4 separate regions of the Mus musculus genome follow, and all the other regions are linked to region 2. The links are chromatin contacts, called in public HiChIP or PLAC-seq and promoter capture Hi-C maps. All regions are on one chromosome and are shown on one strand. The core of a region is the stretch at or near the end of the contact, and the rest is flanking DNA. Distances in the headings are between cores, read along the strand shown. Region 1 holds the start of Pnpla3 (patatin-like phospholipase domain containing 3). Region 2 holds the start of Tspo (translocator protein). Region 3 holds the start of Sult4a1 (sulfotransferase family 4A, member 1). Region 4 holds the start of Parvg (parvin, gamma).

What was found. Promoter capture Hi-C pulls out the DNA fragments that hold promoters and counts their contacts. HiChIP or PLAC-seq counts read pairs in DNA pulled down with a chosen protein or histone mark.
Region 1: a contact with region 2 is called in a FOXA1 HiChIP or PLAC-seq map of pancreatic cancer cells. The contact joins the promoter of Pnpla3 here to the promoter of Tspo in region 2. A contact is called at or near these places in 1 of 39 promoter capture datasets (hippocampal neurons) and 1 of 115 datasets of contacts at active chromatin or transcription factors (pancreatic cancer cells).
Region 3: a contact with region 2 is called in a promoter capture Hi-C map of embryonic stem cells, with 3 times the contacts expected there. The contact joins the promoter of Sult4a1 here to the promoter of Tspo in region 2. A contact is called at or near these places in 2 of 39 promoter capture datasets (embryonic stem cells and hippocampal neurons) and 1 of 115 datasets of contacts at active chromatin or transcription factors (craniofacial prominence).
Region 4: a contact with region 2 is called in a promoter capture Hi-C map of embryonic stem cells, with 3 times the contacts expected there. The contact joins the promoter of Parvg here to the promoter of Tspo in region 2.

Annotation. Positions count from the first base shown.
Region 1 is chr15:84,165,930-84,171,899 of GRCm38.p6, reverse strand. It overlaps Pnpla3 (patatin-like phospholipase domain containing 3), which reads right to left and starts at 4,084. Exons shown (of 8, transcript NM_054088.3): 1 at 3,840-4,084; 2 at 586-818. The coding sequence starts at 4,026. Mir6392 (microRNA 6392) reads right to left here and starts at 3,630; the gene lies at 3,523-3,630.
Region 2 is chr15:83,559,366-83,564,865 of GRCm38.p6, reverse strand. Tspo (translocator protein) reads right to left here and starts at 1,293. Exons shown (of 4, transcript NM_009775.4): 1 at 1,222-1,293.
Region 3 is chr15:84,103,349-84,108,808 of GRCm38.p6, reverse strand. It overlaps Sult4a1 (sulfotransferase family 4A, member 1), which reads left to right and starts at 3,055. Exons shown (of 7, transcript NM_013873.3): 1 at 3,055-3,378. The coding sequence starts at 3,210. It overlaps Gm46526 (a long non-coding RNA gene), which reads right to left and starts at 3,968. Exons shown (of 2, transcript XR_001781726.2): 1 at 2,058-3,968; 2 at 1-145.
Region 4 is chr15:84,323,274-84,329,320 of GRCm38.p6, reverse strand. It overlaps Parvg (parvin, gamma), which reads right to left and starts at 4,601. Exons shown (of 13, transcript NM_022321.4): 1 at 4,490-4,601; 2 at 2,238-2,333; 3 at 962-1,026; 4 at 355-457. The coding sequence starts at 2,316. It overlaps Gm22890 (a small nucleolar RNA gene), which reads left to right and starts at 5,969; the gene lies at 5,969-6,047.

The sequences.
Region 1 (5,970 bases), core at 2,835-5,334, 600 kb before region 2:
AAATTCAAATGGAGGCCCAGACTGCCTGCAGGGATGCTGGACACAGGATGCCTCACAGGGAGTCACATTCAGTCACATGCAGCCATTCATTCAAGAACTATAGAAAGGATATATACTACAATATATATGTATATGTGTGTGTGTGTGTATGCGCCAAATGTGGCATTTTGATATGGCACAAATGATCTTCTCTGTGCAAGATCTGGTGATAGAAGCAAATAAGAATGGATCCACCCTGGAGAAGCCTCATTCAAAAAGCCAACATTACTGCATAACATGCATATTGAGGTGTGGGGCACACCCAGAACCAGTTCTCTGAGTCTTAAAGGAGGGAAAAAAAAAAAAACTTGTGGTAGGGTGCAGCCCTACCATCAAGTCCTTGCCTGATATGACCAAGGCCCTCTCTCCTCTCCCAGCACTGGAAAAATGAAGAGAATTCAAGAGTCCTGGCATAGTAAGGCTTCCGGGTTAACAGACACAGTCCCTGAATGTATAGCATTCCCATGGCCCCAGTCCAGTGAGACAATGACAGCCCTGCGTTGTTGTGCTTTCATGGGACCACACCCAGAGAGGCAAAGGGCTTACATCCACGACTTCGTCTTTGGAATGGAACTCAGACACCAGCACGTTCTCCCCATCCGACACCCTGGTGAGTGAGATGTGAACCTTGCCAGAAATGACCTGGTGGACATTGTCTGGGAGGCTCTCCTGGAGCCCGTCTCTGATGCACTTGTTAATGTTGAAGAACGGGTGGAGGGTGCCGATGTTGCGGCTCCTGGCTTTCCGCACGAGGTCCATGAGGATCTCCATTATACGGCCTGTGACAGATATAAACACATAGAACAGGGTACCACACTGGCGAACAGAAACCAGGCAGACGCAGAACTCGTGAACTGTGGCCAATTAAGATACCATAAAGCACACCCTGTGTTTTGCTCAGAGCTGGGTACATTCAAGGTAGCTAGAGGTGACACCCTATATTCCAAAGGCTTGCTAGGTGACATTATCTCATTAACAGTAATTAACAGTCATTACAAAGTGGTAATATTCTGGGTATGACTCAAAAAGAAAAATCAATTTCACCCTTGTCTAACTTTATTCAAGGGAGCAACTAAAAAAAAATATATATATATATATATATAATAGCCTGTTGTATAAGGTATTTCCTGGATGGTGCTGGGGCAGGTCTTCCGGTGACGCATGCTCATGAGAATTCCACCTGCCTGTCTATAAAGCCACAAGCCACGAACACATCAGCATTCCAGCCTTGGCACAATGGACTCAACATCAGACAGCACAGAAGAAATAATGTAGGCCTGGACCTAAATGTAGATCTCACCCCTGCCCCTTACAGAGGAAAGCACTCTGCCATCTGTCTATACCACAGATTGACTTTAATTTAAAACAAACAAACAAACAAACAAACGATTATATATATATGCATATGTGTGTAGGAGCTTATGGGCACCACATGTGTGCAAAACCCTGCAGAGGCCAGAAGACAGCATCACATTCCCAGGATCTAGAATTATAGGTGGTCAGTAAGTTGCCAAGCTGGTTCTCTGTAAGAGCAGTAAGCGATCTTAACCACTGAGACATCTCTCCAGCTGCTAGACTGCCTTTTTTCTTTTTCTTTCTTTCTTTTTTTTTTTTTTTTTTTTTTGGGTTTTGAGACAGGGTTTCTCTGTGTAGCCCTGGCTGTCCTGGAACTCACTTTGTAGACCAGGCTGGCCTTGAACTCAGAAATCCGCCTGCCTCTGCCTCCCGAGTGCTGGGATTAAAGGTGTGCGCCACCACGCCCAGCGACTGCCTTTTTTCAAGGAGAGTAAAAATGGATTCACTTCTGGAGGCAGAAAGGATTGTGTAAAATAAGGTCTATAAAATGCTCAGTCCAGAAAAGACTGTGTAAGCGGCTAGGCTCCGTGTAAACCTCTAAGCCAAGACTTCCCAGATCGCACAGTAGGTACACAGTAGTATTCACAGTCCATCTGCCCTCACTCTCCAGACCAGCCCTCTTTGACTAATCCACTCTGCCCTAGCACTTATGACAACATGAATCCTGGTTCCATGAGGCCAGGCATATCCCAGCCTTTTCTGATCCAACTCTAACTCTCACTCCCAGCAAACCCTACCCCAAGCCAGCCTGCTGAGCCTGGCTTGAGGGTGAACTCACACACTGGTAGCCAATTGCACCTACCTCCTCTGTCAAGTCCAGCCAAATGCTCAGATGCCCCAAACACCTGTGCCCGTTCCAAGCCCTGGGCAATGCACCTTAGCAGCTCCCACCAGAGATAATCTGTAATTTTGTGCCCTCTCTGTGACCTGACAGGATAGCCCCAGGCTGTCCCTGTCTTCTGAGCAGTTACAAACACCCCACTTTATCATTGGTTCTCAATCTTCCCAGTGCTGGAACTCTTTAATACAGTCCCTCATGTTGTGGTTGCCCCCCCAAATATACAATTATTTTCGATGATACTTCATAATGTAATTTTGCTGTTATGAATCATAAGTATCTGTTTCCCAATGGTCTTTGATGACTCCTGTGAAAGGGTCATTAGACCCCCAGAGAGGCTGTGACCCACAGGTTGAGAGAACCATTGCTCTATATGAAAGTGGGTGTACTTAAGATTCCTGGAGTCAATGCATTTAAACCATGTCCCAATAATCATCCATCGCTATTGGGCTCAGAGCCCTCCATTTAAGAACTAACTGCCTTTAGTGCCGAAGCCCAGGGTGTGCAATGGCCACTGGACTAATCTAGTCTTTCCAGAGGCCACTCTCACTGCCCTTTACTCCTGGCTCCCTCCTCACTGGGAAACCCAGACAAGCAGGCACACAGCCAGATTTGCTTGTCTTCTAATCCCTGATTCTCATCGGCTCAGGGTCTGCTCACCGATCCCATCCAATGGCAGAGCTCCGCTCATCAGCAGGGGCTTTCCCCTGCCTGCCAAAGTCTCTCCCTGCTGGCTGTGGCCAGCAGAGAGCAAAGAGTAAAGTGTTAAAGAGGCCCCAGATCAAAGAGGGTTGATGTGGGACATTGTCATGCAGCCTGGGGACCTTTGGGTGTCAGCAGTCCGCCCCCCCCCCCGTGGGCACTTAGCCAAGCCCTGCCCACAACCCCAAAAGCATCCGGCTATGACACTGGGAAGAGAAGGCATCACATCCTAGTAGTTTAGTGGGGGAGAGGAGAGTACTCGCCTCCTCTCGCTCATGGGTGCATGGGCAAATGTTTAATTAGGCCAAGATTCAAATGCCCTGAATGTCAGTGACATCGATCTGGGAAGGGCCGCTTATCTAGGCTAGTGAAGACAGGAGAGAGTGGAACTGGATCTGTCTGGGAACCCATTCCAGCTTCTAGGGAGTGTTCCAAATATTTCTCTAATCCACGTACCCCGCCCCCACCAGCCACCTCTAAAGGCAACCGGAGCATTGGACTGCCACTAAGGGTGTTCTAGTCTGGGTGCCTTCTGCCCTTCCTGGCGGCACCAGCCATGGGACACTAGCCAGAGCCACACAGGACAAACCTTCTGCGGCTCAGGGACCAGAGGACCCGGCAAACCTGCGTCGTTCCCTGCTGCTCAGGGATGACCCAGCTGACAGGACCAGGGCGCCAGAGCGGGTCAGGAAGAAGATGCTCGGAGCGCGTCTGCTCCAGCCGGCCCCGGGAAATCCCACGCCAGGTGACAGGCCCAGGGTCTCCAGCTGAGTGCTCAACGGCACCGGGAAGGATGAGAGCTCTCCGGACAGGTTTCTTCGGGCACCCCGGAAAGTGTTACCGATTCCCCAGGTGTAGCAACCCCTCCCCGCACGCGGGGCCTGGGTAGTGGCCGTGGACGCACCGAGAGGGAGACTGCACACGAAGGTGACCGCGTGCAGTGCACCGGCCGAGCAGCCAAAGAAAGTGCGCGCATCGCGGAGGAGGTGCGGGGCGCGCTCGCTCAGACATAGCGTAGCCCCGACGTGGTAGAAGCCCAGGAAGCCGCAGCCTGCAAACGACAGGCTCCAGCGGCGCTCTGGGTCATACATGGTGCTTGAAGCTCCGGGCGGCGCTGCAGTTCAGCTCTGCTCCCGGTGTTGCTGCTCTGAGCTTAAAGAGCCGCAGCCGCCTAAGCTGTCTTCGGGTGACGTCAGCTGAGGCCCCGCCCCACTAGGACCATGCAAATAAGCCAGTGGGAGGCCCAATGGGCGTACTGGACTCATGCCCCGCCCCATGTCCCTCCCGCGTGGGCTTTCCCAAATCCTAGGCTTGGATGCTTGCTGGGCAGAATGGCTCTTTGAATACCCTTTTCTTTCAGGTTCTGGATGGCACGCCGGTGGCACTCTCTCCTTTTCTTTATTACACGAGAGATGCTACCATCCACATGCTGTCTTTCCTTTATTTTCATGTAGGGTGTCTGTTTTTGCAGTTATTTATTTTGCTTTCTGTTCGTTTTTAATTCATGGAGAGAGGTTTTCTTCCTCCCTTCCTTCCTCCCTCCCTCCTTCCCTCCCTCCCTCCCTTCCTTCCTTCCTTCCTTCCTTCCTTCCTTCCTTCCTTCCTCTTAAAAAGATACTTAGGCTCCCCGCCCCCATGTTTATGAGTATTTTGTCTGCATGTATGTCTATGCACCATGGGTGTGCAGTGACCAAGGAGGCCATAAGAGGACGTTAAACCTCCTAGAACTGGAGTTGCAGAGGATTGTGAGCCATCGCGTGGATTCTTGGACTCCACTCTGGTGCTCTGTAAGAGTAGTTGTGGCCTCTACCGCTGAACCATCCTTTCAGCGCCTTGTTTAATTTTACAGTACTAAGAACTGAACCTCGGCCCTCCTGCATGCTAGGCAAAGGCTCTACCACTGAGCTGCCCTGGGTTCCTTTTTCTTTTAACCAGCTGCCTCCTTCAGTGACTCAGCCTGGACTTCAGCCTCTGGCCCCTTTGCCACAGCCTCCTAAGTAACTAAGACTACAGGAAGACAACACCAGGCAGGGAGGACCTGAAGTTTCCATGTACAAGTGTCACTTATAAATAAAATATGTGATTGGCCGGTGCCAATGAAGGCAGGAGTAAGGAAAGCTGGGAGCTAGATGGTTTGTGGTCCTGTCTGTGCCTCTTCTGACTACAAAGTATCTTTGACCAAGTATAGCAATACAATTTGTACACTACTCTTTTTTTTCTTTTTTTTTTTTTTTAGATTTATTTATTTATTTATTATATATAAGTACATTGTAGCTGTCTTTCAGACGCACCAGAAGAGGGCATCAGATCTCATTACGGGTGGTTGTGAGCCACCATGTGGTTGCTGGGATTTGAACTTCGGACCTTCGGAAGAGCAGTCGGTGCTCTTACCCACTGAGCCATCTCACCAGCCCCTGTACACTACTCTTTAATAGAATATTTTAGTTAAAATTTATTTTTAATATTCTTATGTGTATGGGTGTTTTGGCTGCATGCATAGCTGTGTACCACATTCAGGTTTAGTACCCATGAAATCTAGGAGAGAGTATTGGACTCTTGAGCATCTTCTTCCCAGCCCACTCCGGCACTCTGGTTTGGAATGCCCCCCCCCCACACACACACACACTTGGGTCCTACCAGCTGGGGCATCCCTGGAATTGGAGTCACAGACAGTTGTTAATCACTCTATGGGTGCTGGGAACCTAACCCAGGTCCTATGGAGAAGCAACATATGAACCACTGAACCATCTCTCCAGGCCTCTAGTAGAATGGTTTGCTATTGTTTCAGGCAGAAGAAAAAAGAACAAAAGAAAAGTTACAAAATCCCTCACCCCACAGAACAAATTTCTTTTTTTTTTTTTGGTTTTTAGAGACAGGGTTTCTCTGTGTAGCCCTGGCTGTCCTGGCACTCACTTTGTAGACCAGGCTGGCCTCGAACTCAGAAATCCGCCTGCCTCTGCCTCCCGAGTGCTGGGATTAAAGGCGTGCGCCACCACGCCCAGCTAGAACAAATTTCTTTAAAAAAAAAAAAACTT
Region 2 (5,500 bases), core at 44-2,543:
AAGAAAGAAAGAAAGAAAGAAAGAAACTGATGGGGAAACTGTAGAACATTCCAGGTTGGTATCTCTACATCCACAATGACACTCGGCCACTCTCGGTCACCTTCCCTTGGGATACAATGCCCTGGGCAAGGATCAGGTCCACAGGCTGTCTCTCTTCTCAGTGTCTGATGGACACAGGCCAACAGCATCGCCCTCTCCATACTTAGCACCATCACTCCATAGAGCTTCGGGCCCCACCTCTTAGTAGGACAGCCAGAAAGGATGCCTGAGCCCTCCTTCTCCTAGGCTGCTATCTGTGAAGCTAGGTCAGAGCCAATGGGCCTGGGGTACCTGTTGCCCTGGGGCTTCCCTAGAGACTATGACCCAGAAACAGAAGGGAGCCGGCCACGCCCTCTTCCGTCCACTGCGTGAAGCTCCTCCCATCCTTGAGCTTTCCTTCCAGCAAAGCCGTTTCTGTCCCGAGGAATTTTAGGACTTTTTGTTTTTAACGAACTTGCAAATCCTCCTTATACCTTTTGCCAGCTTTTCTCATTCTGAAAGTAATCATCGCGCCAGCAACAGGTCAGTTAGGACCGGCAGGAACTGGTCACCATGAGGTCTGGGGTGTGGGGAAATGGCGTGGCGGAGTGGCAACTTTATCAAACAAAACTGGCTTTCAAGGCGCCGCTTGCACAACCCCCTAACAAGGGGAACACAAACAGAAGCCGAAAACTCCGATCAGAGAAAAGCTTAAAAAGCAAGCCTGCTGTCTGTCGGCCTCACCCCTCAGGTACCTACCACTATCAAGAGTTTCTAGACGCTGGCGGGTCTCAGCCCTGAGACGGCCAGGCACACACACGCAGTACCCAAGTTCACAAATCACTACGCAGGAGAAGCGTCCACACCACACATGCAGGCTTTGATCTCAAAGCAGGCTTAGGCAGCTGCCGCTCAAATCCTGGCTCCTGGGCTTTGCATAGTCTCGGTTTCCCACGGATCCCAGAACTCCTCTGCAGGGGAAGCAGGATTCCCAGCAGCCAGAGGCTATCTCCTCTTCCCGCCCAGCTGCCTCCAGCTGCAGCAGCCAACTCCTGCCTCACCGAGGTAGGCACAGGACATTGGCCGCTGTCCCCAAAGGCCAAACACCCTCAGCCTCAGCAGCACATCCTCGGGAGGAGTCCCTCCCGCTTGGACCTGGCCTCAGTTTCCCTTTTGGCTCCCCGCCGTCAGGGTCTCACGTACCCACAGCCCCGCTCACGCAGTCGCTGGTTGTTCCGTGAAGGACACTGCGCACAGAGGTTGGTAGCCGCTGACCCCGCCTCGCCCCGCCCCGCCCTGCGCCGCACCCGGAGGCACCCTGCCTTCCCAGGCCCGCCCTCAACCAGGCACCCCTCTTTTTTTCTCTCCTCATCGTGGGCCTGGACACAGAGGGGAGAGATGCATCGCAGACAGGCAGACAACGAATGCCACAGAGGTGGCACATGTTTGTATTTCACACCGAGACAGGAGGATGACAGTGAGCTCGCAGTCAGTCTGAGCTGCGTATTATATTCCCCCCCCCCCCCCCACTGTGCCTGGCTGAATTCTACCTATCATCTTATCCGTATTTTGTGTTTTTTGTTTGTTTGTTTATTTGTTTGTTTGTTTTAATGAGGGACTTGGGATATAGTTCCATTGTGGAGTACTTTCTGTGCACGCAAAGGCCCCTGAGTTTCAATCCCCAGCACTGCCCAAAATAAAGGAAAACAAAACTAACCGCTTTCTGCCTCTTGTGTTAGTAAGGCCCTAGGCGCTATGCCTGGCCACACCCACTTGCTGGCAGCCCTCAACCTCTTCCTGTGAGTCAATTAGAGTAGGCTGGCTGGGCAAGGAGCCCCACCAATCTGCCTGTTTCAACCTCCTGGGCCCTGGGATTATAACTGTGTACTACTATACCCAGGGTTTTAACACAGGTTCTGGAAATGAAACTCAGATCCTGGTGTCTGCAAGGTAAAGGTGAGCATGCGACCCACTAAGGTATCGTCCCAGTCCCGGGCTTCCTGTTCTTAACCAGCAGCACAGCAGCCGAAGGCGGTCTGATTGAGACATCTCTCAGCACACCTCTGCAGCCTTGCCAATCCCTGCGGCAACGGCTCTACATGCCTTGTACGTGCCTACAGCTTTTCAGTCTCTCTGCGCCCCTCTGGCGTACCCTTGTCTGCCTCCTGGATAGGTTTCACGTCCTATTGTGTATTTGCAAAGGATTGACTGTCACCGGGAAGGGGGAGAGGGAGCTGGGGGAGGGGATCTATGGTGGAAATTTAGTCCCCGTTGTGAAGAATCAAGAGGTGAAACCAAGTGGGACCAGGTGGACCTTGAGGTGACTATGTCCCAAGGATTCACGGTGTGGCCCCTATCCATTCACGATTCATTCAGGAATAGATCCATCGGTTATCCTGAGTGTAGGTCTGGTATCAAAGCCAGCCAGTGCAGGTTCTCGGATAGGGCCCCTCTTGTCAGATGAAGCCCTACATCCCTTGGATTCTGTAGAGAGTCTCCACCAGCAAGGAGGCTCTTGTGAGATGCAGCTTCTGACCTTGAACTTTACAACCCTGAGGACGGTAACTTGTACTCTATATAAATGGCCCAGTATGTCATTCAGTGATAGAAACAGAAAACTAACTGAAGCATCTTCCCTCTCAGTGGCTCATTTTGTCTAGGTTGGCTAGTCCTCCTAGAGCTCTTGCCAGAGTCCCTCTGTCCTTCAGATCCTTGGAAGTGGGTTGTGGTCCAGCGGCCTCATGCTGTGTGTTATGACATCAGTATGCAACTGTATACATCTCTGGCGCACTCGACTGTTGTTGCTACTACCTTCTTGCTACAGCCTGTGGATGTAAATTTGGGCTGCAAAGATTTGAAATTTTACAAGCACAGCCTCCTATGTGAGTTTAAACTTAGTCCACTGAGCCAGCAATCAAAGGACCTGACCTTTTTATTTTTTGTTTTACACGTGTGGGTATCTTACCACATATATGTATGCGTACCATGTCTGTGCCTGGTGCCCACAGAGGTCAGAAGAGGGCCTTGGACATCCTAGAACTAAAGTTAAGAGATGGTTGTGAGAGCTGGGCGTGGTGGCGCACACCTTTAATCCCAGCACTTGGGAGGCAGAGGTAGGTGAATTTCTGAGTTCGACATCACCCTGGTCTACAGAGTGAGTTCCAGGACAGCCAGGGCTACACAGAGAAACCCTGTCTCAAAACAAACAAACAAACAAACAAACAAACAAACAAACAAACAGATGGTTGTAAGAATTGAACCCAGCTCCTCTGGAAGAGCAGCTAGTACTCCTAACTGCTGAGCCATTTCTCCAGCTCCCATTTTTGTTTAATCTTTATTTTTGGAGTCTCCTGTATAATCCAGGCTGGCTTTGAACCCATGATCCTGACTTCTCAAGTGCTGGGGATACAGACATGCACCATCATGCCTGGCTTCCACAGCCCTGACAGTGTGGAAGGCCTCATTGTTACTTTTCAGACCTGAATTTTTTTTTTTTTTTAACAGTTTCTCGTCTTTCGTTTCCTCACTTCTCTTTCTGGAATGCCTGTCACTCAAGGCCCTGGACTTCCCGTGTTGCTCTTCTCGCTCTCTGTTCTTGCTTAGTTCTTCTGTTTCCCTTCTTTAGTCCTCCCCCTCCCCCCAGTGGTTTCTTCTGGACTCCACTGAGGGTTTCAATTCTGCCCAGCCGTTTGCTGTCAATCACTGCCCATTTTTATCTCAGAACCCCACTGTCCTACCTCCTGAAGAGATCAGTGATATTCTTTTAATTACCTTTTTGTAACATTCATTTATTTTGTACATGAGGTCAGTGGAGAGCTTGCCAGATGTGGTTTTCTCCTCCCATCATGTAGGTTCCAAGGACCAAATTCAGGGTTTCTGGCTTAGTAGCAAGCACCCTTACCCACAGAGCCGTCTTACTGGCCCTAAAGTTAATATTTAAAAACTGTTGTTTTCTTCTTTCCTCAGCTTCCAAAATCTATATGTTAGCTTTCTTTTCTGCCCATCAGAGGCTTTTCTTAGATGCATGGGAGTCCTTGGATGTCTTATCCCAATTTAAAAAATGTACAGGGCTGGTGAGATGGCTCAGTGGGTAAGAGCACCCGACTGTTCTTCCGAAGGTCCAGAGTTCAAATCCCAGCAACCACATGGTGGCTCACAACCATCTGTAATGAGATCTGACTCCCTCTTCTGGTGTCTGAAGACAGCTACAGTGTACTTACATATAATAAATAAATAAATCTTTAAAAAAAAAAATGTACAAAAGCTGGGCATCAGGAGATAGGCAGGTGGATCTCTGAGTTCAAGGCCAGCCTAGTCTACAAAGCTAGTTCCAGGACAGCCAGAGATACACAGAGAAACCCTATCCAGAAAAAGCCTGATGATCACCATCATCATCACCACCACCACCATCATCATCATCATCAAAGAAAAAAAATAAGCCTGTGGGTGATTGTTGTTCAGTAGTTGGGGTTCGCTCTTCTGGAACATCCGTGACGTCGGGGTTTTCCTTCTGAAATGTTTAGCATTTGCCATGGTTCCCCAGTCCTTTACTTGGAGGATAGGGGTCTGACTTTAACATTCCAGGAGCTTTCTGAAGCAGCACACTGGAGTGGGTCTCTAGAGTCAGCATTCACTGTGAGCCTGTTCCAAAGGAACCCCGGATTCCTGCCCCACCTTTCCCTTGATTTTCCCAAACTGAAGCTCAGATGATTCCAGGGACCAGTGGCTGGGGAGAGGTGAAGGCTCAAGGATCTAATCTTTTTTATTTCAAGGATATATTCAAATAGATTTGCACTTTCTTTCTCCCTCATTTCTAGAAGGAGCTGCTACTGCACACAGCTAAGCTTTAAAGGATGCTGTTAAAGGAATGAGACCTGGCTTTTGGGTTAGTTAGTTGGTTGGTTGGTTGGTTAGTTAGTTGGCTGGTTGGTTAGTTAGTTAGTTAGTTAGTTTGTTTGTTTGTTTGTTTGTTTCAAGACAGGGTTTCTCTGTGTAGCCCTGGCTGTCCTGGAGCTCACTCTGTAGACCAGGCTGGCCTTGAACTAGAGATCCACCTGCCTCTAGAATCAAAAGAACCACCACCTGTTCTTTAGCTTTCTCCTCCATGTCTGGAGAGAGTCTAGGGCCAGCCAGGACAGGTAACCCAGCTTATCTTCTTTCTGTTTTCAAGACAATCAGTGACTAGGGTTTCTATCTTCTTTCAGTCTGTGGAATTCATGTCTTTTTTTGTAATTTTTTTTTTTGAAACAGGGTTTCTCTGTGTAGCCTTTGGCTATCCTCGAACTCACTCTGTGACTGCCCAGCCACTGGGGAGGCAGAATGTGGGGAGTTTGACTGCACTGCCTGGAGGGAAGCACCAAGACACTGCTCAGGGGTGGGAAAGCTCTGAGATGTGGGGAAGACGGAGCTGGTTTGGGGGTCCGGAGCTGGTTTGGGAGTCCCAGGCCTGTGACGAGGCCGGGGCCATGGGTTTCTCAGATTC
Region 3 (5,460 bases), core at 1,806-4,305, 540 kb before region 2:
AAGTGTGTGTAAATAGAATGGACTTTGGTTCAGTGGCCATGTCTACCCAGAATCTACTAAACTCACTTCTTAGCTCCACTGGTTTTTGTTTGTTGAATATTCCTAGGAATGTCTTTGTTGAGGAGGGTTCCTTTTCATTCTTATTCTGAAAAAAAAAAAAAAAAAAAGTTAAACCACTGAAAAATTTACTGCCACTGCAGAAGGCAGGATCCCCATCCTCCAACGATGCCCACCCTCTACCTGGGAATTCGTTAGAGTAGCACTATGTCAGAATCAAAAGCGGGCATTGAGGTGAATATCTCAGAGTCAGGGATCAAAGTTTCCTCAAGAGCGGGAGAGGAGGGTGGGAGAAGAGGGGAGGCGCTAAGGGTGGGACGTGACCAGAAGTCCAGGCAAGCAGGGAGCGTGTAGGAAGAACCAGGCAACCCCTGTAATCCTGTCAGAGGCTGAGCCAGGAGGGCCTGGTATTCAAGGCCAGCACTACCCAAGTCAATACCCTTAAACTTCTGTCTGCGGACTCTGGTTCTGTTTGAACTGTGTGTGGAATCACACGGGACCAGCTGTCTCGTGTGCCTGGGCTTCTTCACTCCACACTGAGATGGCAGCTTATCAGGGATTGGCATGTGTGCGGATTAGCTTTTGTCAACTTGACACAAGCTAGAGCTATTTGGAAAGAAGGAACCTCAATTGAAGAAAAAAAAATGCCTCCAATCCTATTGACCTGAACACAAGGCTGTGGGGCATTTTCTTGATTAATAGTTGATGGGACCCTGCCCTGCCTATTATAGGTGGTGCTACTCCTGGGCATGTAGTCCTGGCTTCTATAAGAAAGCAGGCCAGGAGTGGTGGCGCACGCCTTTAATCCCAGCACTTGGGAGGCAGAGGCAGGTGTATTTCTGAGTTCGAGGCCAGCCTGGTCTACAGAGTGAGTTCCATGCCAGCCAGAGCTATACAGGGAAACCCTTCTCGAAAAACAAACAAAACAAAAAACACAAACAAACAAACAAAAAGAAAAAAGAGAAAGCAGGCTGAGCAAGCCATCGGGAGCAAGCCAGTAAGCAGCGCTCCTCCATGGCCTCTGCTTCAGCTCCTGCCTCCAGGTTTCCCCTTTGAGTTTCTATCCTGACTTTTCTCCAATGATGGTCTGGGACCTGTGAGCTGAAATAAACCCTTTCCTGCCCATGCTGATTTGGGTCAGGCATTCAACACGGTAATAAAAAGGCAAATCAGGGAGCCGGAGCAATGGCTCAGTGATTAAGAACACTGGCTGCTCTTCCAGAGGACCTGGGTGTGGCTTCGAGCATCCACATAGGGGTTCCTGACTGTCTGTAACTCCAGCTCCAGAGTGTATCCTCTTTCCTCCTGGATACCAGGTGCACAGAATATGTCCAGGCAAAACACCCATACAGGTAAGTAAGTAAATAAATAAATAAACAAACGGGAGCAGACTAGGGCATTCATCACGCATGAGAAATACATTCTCCACCCCTCTGTGGCAGGATTCTGCTCAGTGCGGACACTGCTAACACCTCAGATGCCTCCAGCATTTGTCCACTGCGTTGAAACCGAGTGAAGCCGTGACTGACACAGCCAAGACGCTTTCTTTAAAATTACAAAAAAAATAAAAAAAAAAATAAAAGAAAAGAAAAAAAAAGAAAAGAAAAAAGGAAAAAAAAAGAAAAAAAAGCAACACATTTTACATTTATTTCGTGTGTCGTTAGTATGCAAGTTGATGTGTATGTGAAGGTCAAAGGTAAGTTTGTGGGAGTATTCCCCTTTCACTATGTGGGTTCCAGGAGTGAAGCTGAGGTTGTCAGGCTTGGCAGCAAGCGCTTTACCCACTGAACCATCTTGTCAGCTCCAGGATGCATTCTTAGCACCATGAATTCCGGTCTATATGTTCTCTTCTTACTCAGAGGGGCTCTTCCTTGCCTCTTACTCTTCACTTCTCAGGGATCGCACCTGAAACAATGTTACTGGGGCCCAGAGCCCCTTTGTGTCACCCCAACTGCTCCCCCAAGATGCCCTTCAGTGTGGAAAACCAGAAGGTCCCATACCTACTCTCTGTATCCAGACAGGTCTGTGCATCTCCCGTGCTAGAGAGAAAAAGGAGACAGTTTTCTCTGCCCCTTTCTTAGGCTCTCATGTATCCTAAGCTAGCGTCAAATGCACGATGTAGCCGAGGCTGGCCTTGAACTCTTGATCTTCTTGTCTCCACTCTCCAGTTGCTGGGATCACAAGTGTGCCGCAAGCCCAACTTTTGTTTGTCTGTTTCCCTTTTCTCCAGTGCTGGGGAACTGACCCCAGGGCTTCCCGAGAGGGAGGAGCTCTACTCCTAAGGGGTTTCCCAGACCCTTGGGTTCTTGTTAGCTGCTTTCCCCAGATGTGGCTCCTGGAAATAGGATTCCCATTGTCAAGGATGGGACCTGGACAGGTGGCGGGCGCCACCTGGAGGGTCCTCTCTGGGGGATTTCCTGAGGGCGCATCTCTGCTGGGGTCCCCTCTACCTGAGGTCCTTTTTGCCTGGGGGCGGGGATGTCCACTCTTGGGTTCCTCTCTGCCGAGGGTCTTCTCGGCATGGGAGTTTCCTCTCTGGAGGAGGGGGGATCGCCTCTGTTTGGGGTGTCCTCGGGGAGGGGGCCTCTTCTCAGCCTGGAGATTTCTCTGCCAAGCGTCTGGTCTCTGCCTGGAAGGGCCCACTCTGGGGTTTCTATCTGCAAGGGGAATCCTCTGCTGATGGTCTTCTCTGCTTGTGGGGTGGGGGTGGGAGTCCTCTCTGCCTGGAGGTTTTCTGTCTTGGGTTTCTTTTCTTGGGGCCTCTCTGCCGGGGTTCTTCCTGGGGGGAGTTCTCTCTGGCACTTGATTGCAGGCTCTCTAAACGCTGCCTTTGTCAGCCGCGCTCTGATGCGGGCTCTTCCATCTCTGGCATCAGAAGCTTCTGGAGGTGCGGCTTCCCGGACCCCGAGGCTCGCCCTGGGTCTGCGCAGACGCCTCCTTTTTTGCTCTAGGGTGTGGGGACCCTGACCTGCCACGCATGACTGACAGGCAGTGATACGGACCCGACGCACCTTTGCGGCAGGCGCGGGGCCTCGGCAACCGACGTCAGGGGCGCGGCGTGCGTGGGTGCGGCCATGACGTCATGCCCGCGGAGCCCCGCGCCGGCGCCGTGACGTCACGCCCTGGAGCTGCGGGCCGGGCCGGGCGGCGGCATGGCGGAGAGCGAAGCGGAGACCCCGGGCACCCCGGGCGAGTTCGAGAGCAAGTACTTCGAGTTCCATGGCGTGCGGCTGCCGCCCTTCTGCCGCGGGAAGATGGAGGATATCGCCGACTTCCCCGTGCGGCCCAGCGACGTGTGGATCGTCACCTACCCCAAGTCAGGTGAGCCGGGAACCCCACGCCGTACCGGTCGCTCGCGCGGCTGTGTGACCTTGGGCAGGTCGCTCAGCCTCTCTGTGCCCTAGTCCTGTCCGGCTCCCCGTGTGATGAGGGCAGTGGGCGCGCCTCCAGTGTGGGCTCTGTGGGGGATGGGACCGCCCTCCGCTGCCCCTGTATGCTGTTTACAGGCCGACTGTCACCAGGCGGGACCTGGGCACCTGGGTCCCCAGCAGCCGTGTAAGGTAGAGCTTCTAGGCAGAGGATCAGAGAGGGGAGGAGGCTTGTCCAAGGTCACACAGCTGGGCTGAGATCTGAGCCACTCAGTTCTCCAGGCCTGGTGTAGAGATGGCTGTGTGGTGCCTTTTCTGGGGTCTGTAGGACAAGCTCAGCCGGTTCTCCTGTCCCTGTAGGGCGTCCTTGTGACCATTGTCCTGCAGGCTCAGGTAGTTGAGAAGGTGTCCATCACCCCGAGGTATCCAAGCAGGCGGTTACAGGAGAAAATATAAGCAGGGCATCTCCCGGGGTGGAGTCCGGGTTTCCTGGGCAGCTGCCCATCATCCTCACAGAGAGTGGTGGGCGCTCTCAGGGGAGGAGTTGGGGTGCAAAGGCCCTGGGGTCAAGTCCAGGTGTAGGCACTGACCCACCACTGGGCATACAGCCAGCTGGGCTGTCCTGAAAAGGCATGTCAGGAGACAAGCCAGGCTGAGTGAGGCTGCAACCACCCCACAGTCCCACCCCTGGGTCCCTGCTGGCTTTAGCTAGGGTTGCCTTTTGGAGAACTCTCTATGTGCTGGTCATTCCGCTGGGTGCTCCACATCTGGGTTAGTGGCTGTACCTGGTGTTGTCTTTTTTGGTTTAGTGCCTGGGATGAACCCAGGGCCTTGTGGCCCTATGGCTCATGTATGCCCTGCCTCTCAGCTGGGTGCCCAGCCTCAGGGTGGTACTTAAGGAGGCATCATGGCTGTGTCCTCGCTACAAAGGGTATGAATGTGCCCGTGGGTAAAAGAAGATTCTAGTTCCCTCCCTAGACCCTGGAATTGTGGGAGACTTGGTTTTCAGAGCCCTTAGGACCAGGGGGTGTGGCTGGGATTGTAATGGAGTTCCTGGAGGAAAGGGCCAGAGCCTGGGTTACTGAGGAAGGAGCTGGGGAGGGCCTTTGACCCGGGATACCTGAGGGAGTAGCCAGGCTAGAGGCCCAGCTGTGAACTGGGAGGGCTGGCGAGTGTTAGACAAACCCTGTGCAGGAGCCTGGTGGCTTCTGGGGAGCTCCCTGGACACTGCAGAGAGGAGTTGGATGGGAAACATCTATGTGTGCATGCGTCGTGCGTACGTGCGTGCGTACGTGCGTGCGTGCATGCATACGTGCATAAATATTTGAAACAGAGTCTCTGTGTACCCCAGGCTGGCCTTGAATTTCCAGTCTTCCTGCTTCAGCCTTCCCAGTTCTGGGATTGTTGGGGTATACTATCACAGTCACCCCACAGGATGACAGTTTTTTTGTTGCTCCAGACAGGGTCTCAGGTAGCACAGGCTGGTATTGAACTTGCTGTATAGCTGAGGCTAACCTTGAACTCGCGATCCTCTTGTCTCAGCCTCTCAAATGTTGGCATTACAGGAGCCCTTCACCCTCCACCCTTGGCTGGATGCTGGTTTTCTGGGTAGCAGACGTGTCCTGGGTGTAGCATGTACCAAGTGCAGAGAGAAGAATGGGCCAGAGTTGGTGTAAAAGCATCAACCCCTTCCCTAGCAACAAGACCCCAGGGGTGCTTCAGGGATCCCAACTCTGCCCTCCCCATCACATCCTGGGAGCCGCCTTCCTGAATGGGACAGTCTATGTCCTGGTGTTTCTTGATGGATGCCCCTGCCACTCCCTGTCCCTCCCTCCTCAAGGCCACTGTGCTAGAGCACAGTTGCGTTAGGAAGAACCAAGGAGCCACCTCCAGGCTCTGTGCTGGCTCAGCTCCTCAACCTCACCCATGACGTTTGAGTAGGCTCGACTGGGAGTCCCACAGCACAGGTGGGGGCTGTGGCTTGAGTAGTCACCTGTGTGGCAGGTTCCCTGGGCTCTGCTGGGAGGAAAGCTTT
Region 4 (6,047 bases), core at 3,352-5,851, 760 kb before region 2:
TGGCTCACCCAGGAGAGCCTGGGTCCTTCCAGCAGCACAGGACACTCTAAGGTCAGGGACAGACGATGCCCCAGCTCCTAACAACAGAGTTGCAGAAGGTGTGGCAGCACAGACAGTAGCCACTGGCTGGAACCACAGCTCTGCTCTGCCTCGTCCGAGGGTGGGCGGGGTCTCCACCTCCCCCGCTCTACAATCTTTGAAAGCCATAAGGGGTTCCCCCACACACACACCAGGGCTGTGGTGGTGCAGGAAGCCACTTGTGGGGCCAAGGCAGGTGCACTTGGCTTCAAATCCCTGGGAACAGCTGCTTGGGAAACACAGGTGCGGTGGGGTGGGGCCTGGGCCTCTGCTTACGGAACAGGTGGTGCAGAATAAGTCCATCAAACATGTCTTCCTCCAGGCTGCGGACCACGATGTGCTCCGGGAGGAGTGTGGTGTTGATCCATTCCATCAGCACCTGCTGGTCACCAGGGACAGCTGACGGGATCAGGAATCACCTGGCCAGGTCAGCAACTCCTACCCACTCTTCAAGGTCTAGTCGAGTTCCAGAAAGTTCTCCCTAGTCATTCAGAACTTGCTCTGAGCTCGCAAAGATCTTCCCCACCTCAAGATCTCCCAGACACCTGCCTGAGCCCGCAAGCCAGGAGCTATCATCCTGGTATGTGAGGTTTCCGTACCTGGGAGTTGCCATTGCTGTAGCAAACATCTAAACCTGGAGACATGGCTAGGGAATTGGGTGATGACAAGAGCTGCCAATGGGCACTTGGTTACAAGGCCTAGTTTGCCTCCAAGAGAGAGCTATAGAAACAGAGGTTTCCAGAGGAAAGAAGGGGTATGTTCTTGGCATAGAAAAGAGAACTGTTGGGATAGGGTGTGGACAGGGGTGTTGTGTCTATAACAACACCAAGGGGCACCAAGCCTGGCTCCAGAGACTTCAGGACTGGGGATGGTGGTGGCGTACCTTCTGCAGTTCTTCAAACTTGGGGTTCCTCTTGGAATTGGGTGACAGATATTTCTTCTTTCCTCCTGGAAGCAGAGGTGGGTATGACATGTGTGAGAACCCTGAGGGCCCTTGGCAGCTATCTCCCTTCAGGTCACCCACTGATCCCAGGCTCCTGGTAGAGCCTCGTTCTGCCTGTCATTCATATTTCCTCATGAGCACTTCACACTGGAGGTACACATGTAAACTCAGAAATCACCCCTTACTCTGAAGGTCATGAGTCAAATGTGTAGCATCTTTTAGAAGCCCTGCCTACCTGCCTAGGGTAAAAAACAACCCAAGAGAGCAAGGGGCATGCCAGGCGGAGGTAGGCATCACCTATGCTGCTAAGCACCTCTGGCCAGAGTGGATCACTGGGGCCCCTCTGTGCCCCCTTTGGCTTGGCCATTCCCTTCCCTGAGACCTTGGTCAGCAGGGTCTCCACATTTTAAATTTGTAAAACCAAGAAAGCATCAGCCCCAGAGGGGCTTTTGTGGGTCAACTGATCTCAATGAACATTGAAGAAACTGAGTCAGGGAATGGACTGACTTGCCCAAGCTCATAAAATGTAACCTGCTATGTGACCTACTAGACGCTTGATCTCCCAAAACCTGGAGTATACCCACTCCTGGTGGGAGAAGACATAGAGCACTGCAGTCATGTGCTGGCCTGGGGTCAGCTCCTGATGACACGAGTGAGCTAGTGAGTGAATATGGAGGGATGGAGGGAAGGAAAAAAGGAGGGAGGGATAAATGTGTGGATGGGTGTGTGGATGAAGGGATGGGTGATTCATGGATGAGTGAGTGGACAAGATGAATAGAGAATGGAAGGTGGATGGATGGATTGGTGGATGGATGATGGATGGAGAGTGGATGAATAGGTGGATGGATGGATAGATGAATGGATGGTGGATGAATGGATAGTAGATGGATGATGGATGGATGATGGCTGGTGAGTGAATGGATGGATGGATGGTGGATGGATGAATGGATGGTGGATGGGTGGGTGGATGGATGAATATATGGATGAAGAATGGATGGAAGGATGAATGGATGGATGGATGGATGGATGGATAAATGGATGGATGAATGAATGGGTAGATGGATGGAAGGATCATGGATGGATGGATGGATGGGTGGATGGATACATGGATGGATACATGAGTGGTCACCAGATACAACCTGTCTTGTTCTAGTTAGCTGGTCACACATTATCCCCCTCCCCTGATCCAACAACTCTGTCCCACTAGGACCAGGACCTCGTGGAAGCTCTTCCTCCGTGGGCTGAGCTACCTCCTTTGGGAGCTGCAACAGGTCATAGAGGAACTCTAACTCCATCTTCTTCCTTGCCTTCCCTGGAAGAGACAGGAGAGTGCATTACTGTCTCTAAGGCCAAGGCTCACCATGTGTTCATTCTTTCATTCAGACTGGGAGAGATGGATGGAGGACGGGAGTCCGACACTGAGTGGGCAAGACACTGAGGGCCAAGTGTGAGGAATGAAGCCTGGTGTGAGACACCTGAAGTCAACCAAACCTTGCAGGGGCAGACAAGTTACCAGGCTGGCTGTGGTGATTTATCCTGATTTTTGCCTTGGCAGGATCTAGACTCACCTGATAGGCAAAGCTCTGGGCATGCCTAGATTCCCTCAGTGTAAGAAGGAAAGTGCTGTCCCATGGGCTGATCTTGGGCTGAATGAAACTGAAGAGAACAAACTGAGAAACCTCATTTGTCTCTCCTCTTTCCGATGCAGCTTGGCCAGTGGCCTCCTGCTCCCTCTGAAGGGGCTGTGCTTTCAAAGTGGAAGCTAAAGAAAACCTCCCTTTCTTAAGTTCCTTTTGTCAAGATATTTTCTCACGACAAGGAAGGTTAAAAACGCACAGGCTGAGGGCACAGCCTGGGCAAAAGCTTGGGAAGCAAGCAAGTTCCCTGCCAGCCAGGCACATGGAAGCCTGGCCAGGAACCTCAACCCTCTCTCTACATCCAGGTCAGCACCCCAGTTTCCACAGAGCATCAGACAAGTGTGGGAAGGGAGCTCTGGGTTAATCTGTATGAGGGTAAGCACCCACCAGTGGGGTGAAGTGGCCGTCCATCCATCCCTTCAGGGTCCCTGAATCCAAGACAGGTAAAAAACAGACCAGACTCTCCCAGATGTAGATGGGGTGGACCAGGCTGAAGGCCAAAGCCACCCAGACGTGTTCCCCAATCCATGTTAGCTTGCCTCACAGAGGGAGGCTGGCCCATCCAGCCTCCAGTTTTGAATGAGTCTTTCGCCAATTGGCTCCGCACCCCCAGACTTGGGGTGTGGTCTGTCAGGGCTTTTGCTCACGAAGCCCAGAGCTCGTGCTCCTTGTGAAAGACCAGCAGTCCCTCCTCGTCCTCGTGATGGGCCTGAGACCAGCAGTGTGTCGTGTCTTCCCCGCCCCCGCCCCAGCCTCACAATGCAATGCGCAGTGTCAGGCCTGAGACTGAGACCAGCAGTCCCATCCCACCCCACCTTCCCATCCCCCACAGCCAGCTTCGTGATGAGCACTGTCAGGCCTGCCCGTACCCAGCAAGGATCAGATTCAGAAGCTAATGGCCCCCTTCTGGTTCCCTAACCTACTTCTGGTTCTTCCGCCCACACTTCCCCTCTGGAAGTTTCATTTGCCGCATGGCCACCTTTGACTCTTCCCTTATGTCCCTCGTTCAGCCTCTGCACGAGCCTGGGATTCCCAGGCTCACTGGGATACTGGAGGTCTGGGGTCAAACTGGAAGGAAATTCACAACAAGGAACCTGAGAGTTGTGCTGAAGAAGAGGCACTGGGGGGGGGGGGGGGGCGGTGCTGAGAGCCACCATCCTCAAACTGGCTACAGCCTGGGAACCTTGGGAAACTGAGTCCTACCCTGAAGCCAGGAGCAAAAGGCCAGAGCCCCCTGGGAATGAGTTCCAAACCCCACAAACTGAGCAAGAGAAAAGAGAGTTGGGCTGGGGTGGGGAGCCTGGGCCCCAGCCAGCTCCTCCTACTCAGACTGGGTGACTATAGGCCAGCACGCTCTCTCTTTGACTCTGATGCAACTCTACAGGGAGAAGCTAGACCCTGTGTCCAGCCAAGTACACATAGACCTGAAACTGCCTCTGGTGACCGGTCCCAGGTGGGTTCCTTCCCTGCCCCAAACAGCAGTTTCTTCATGGTGGGGAACTCGGCTTTCTCTCATGCGGTAAAGCTCTGAGTGGCTCTGGTCTGAAAACTGCTCATCTGGCTGTGGGGGAGGTAGTCAGAGCTTTCCTGTGGGGACGGGTCTCACAGATCCTCAGTAAAATGATGCAATGGCCTCAGCAACGTGGCTGGATGTGGGGCTCCCCTTTGGCAGATCCCCCTGACTGTGAGCTCCCAGCTGAGATGTGCCTCTGGGTTTCTATTCAAGGAACCTCTCCACCTTCCTCTCTGAGGTCCACTACCCGGACATGTGAACAGGTAGAAGATTCTAATAGCTCAGGGACCCCACAGGCCAAAGATTAGATGCACTCACCCGCTGCTTCTTTTCAAATCAGGAAATGGAGCCCACTAGCTTAGAGGGTGACCAGGTTCCCAACGCAGACAGGTTCCGGAGGTGGAAGGCAGGGCTTCTGTTCACTTCCTCTGCCACCCCGGTGGCTGCAGACAGCTTCCTCCTCTAAGTTGCTGATGAGCGAGGTACCCTAAATCCACTGAAAGACTGCCAGAACCCCTGCCCCTAGTCTTCCAAGACTCCATGGCATCACGGGGTCTCTCATACTTCCCTCCCTGCCCCCGCCTCTCCATCAATCCAGACAATCACTGTCTGAAACATAACAGCAAGGATAGGACCCCAACAGCAAACTGTGTTCTCCACTGCCTTTTTCTCATGGTGCCCAGCCTGCACCTCTGCCTCCCTCTGAGCGGCCCTCCAACCAAGCTTGCTTGCTCCAACCAAGCTTGCTTGCTTTCTCACTTGCTGATGGACTAACTTCAAGACAGTCTCATGTAGCTCAGACTGACCTCAAAGTCACCAAGCTGAGGTGGTCCTTCAACTCCTGATTCTCCTGCCTCCATCTCTTACATATCTGAGTTACAGGCAGGAGCCACTACACCCAGCCAAAGGCTCCTAAATAAAGCCAGTCTCCAGGTCTCAGCCCGAGTCTCTGCACCCACAAGCTACTTTCCCCAGCTTCCCCAGCCCTCCCATCCTCTCCCTATAAACCGCACAACACCTGCCTGTTCTCTGCCAGTGCCTCAGGCTTTTACTTTGATGTCACAATGCCTGTCCCCATGTCTTGTAAGCTCTGCTCAACTCTTCACATGGCTCACAACTCCTTCTTGGCATGAGCTTTGGTACCTCCTCCTATAGGAAGTCTTCCACAACATCCTTTTCTTTTACAATGGTCTTGGGCTTGCAGCCATGCTAAAACTATCCTTTTTTTTCCTTTTCTTCGAGACAGGGTTTCTCTGTGTAGCCCTGGCTGTCCTGGAACTCACTTTGTAGACCAGGCTAGCCTCGAACTCAGAAATCTGCCTGCCTCTGCCTCCCGAGTGCTGGGATTAAAGGCGTGCGCCATCACACCCGGTGTGCAGCCATGCTAGATCAGCTGATGACATGGGCTGGTGCCTGATAGCTGTCTCACCATCAAACCAGGAGCTCTACAGGTTGGAACCCATCTTTCCCACTCACTACTAAAAGTCAGTGCCTACAATAGCACCAGGCACAAAATGGGATCAATGAGCATATTTTGATGGCTGTTATTGCTTAAAGGACTGTGTTGGTCCTATGACAAAATGCCTGATGGAGGCTGGAAATAGAGCTCAATTGATAGAGTGTCTGTCTAGCATGCAGGAAGCCCCGAGTTCAATCCCCGGCACCTCATAAACTAGGCATGGGAGAGGACATGTGTGATCCAGCTCTCAGAAGCTGGAGGCAGGAGGATCAGAAGTTCAAGGCCGGCCTAGACTTCAAGAGTACATGAGACACTCTCTTTAAAAAAGAAAAAGAAAATCCCCCTGGCATTGGGCAAAGAGACACCTTGTTGTTGGTGCTGTTCTTATATCAGTCAGGGGCAGAGCAGATGGCAGTC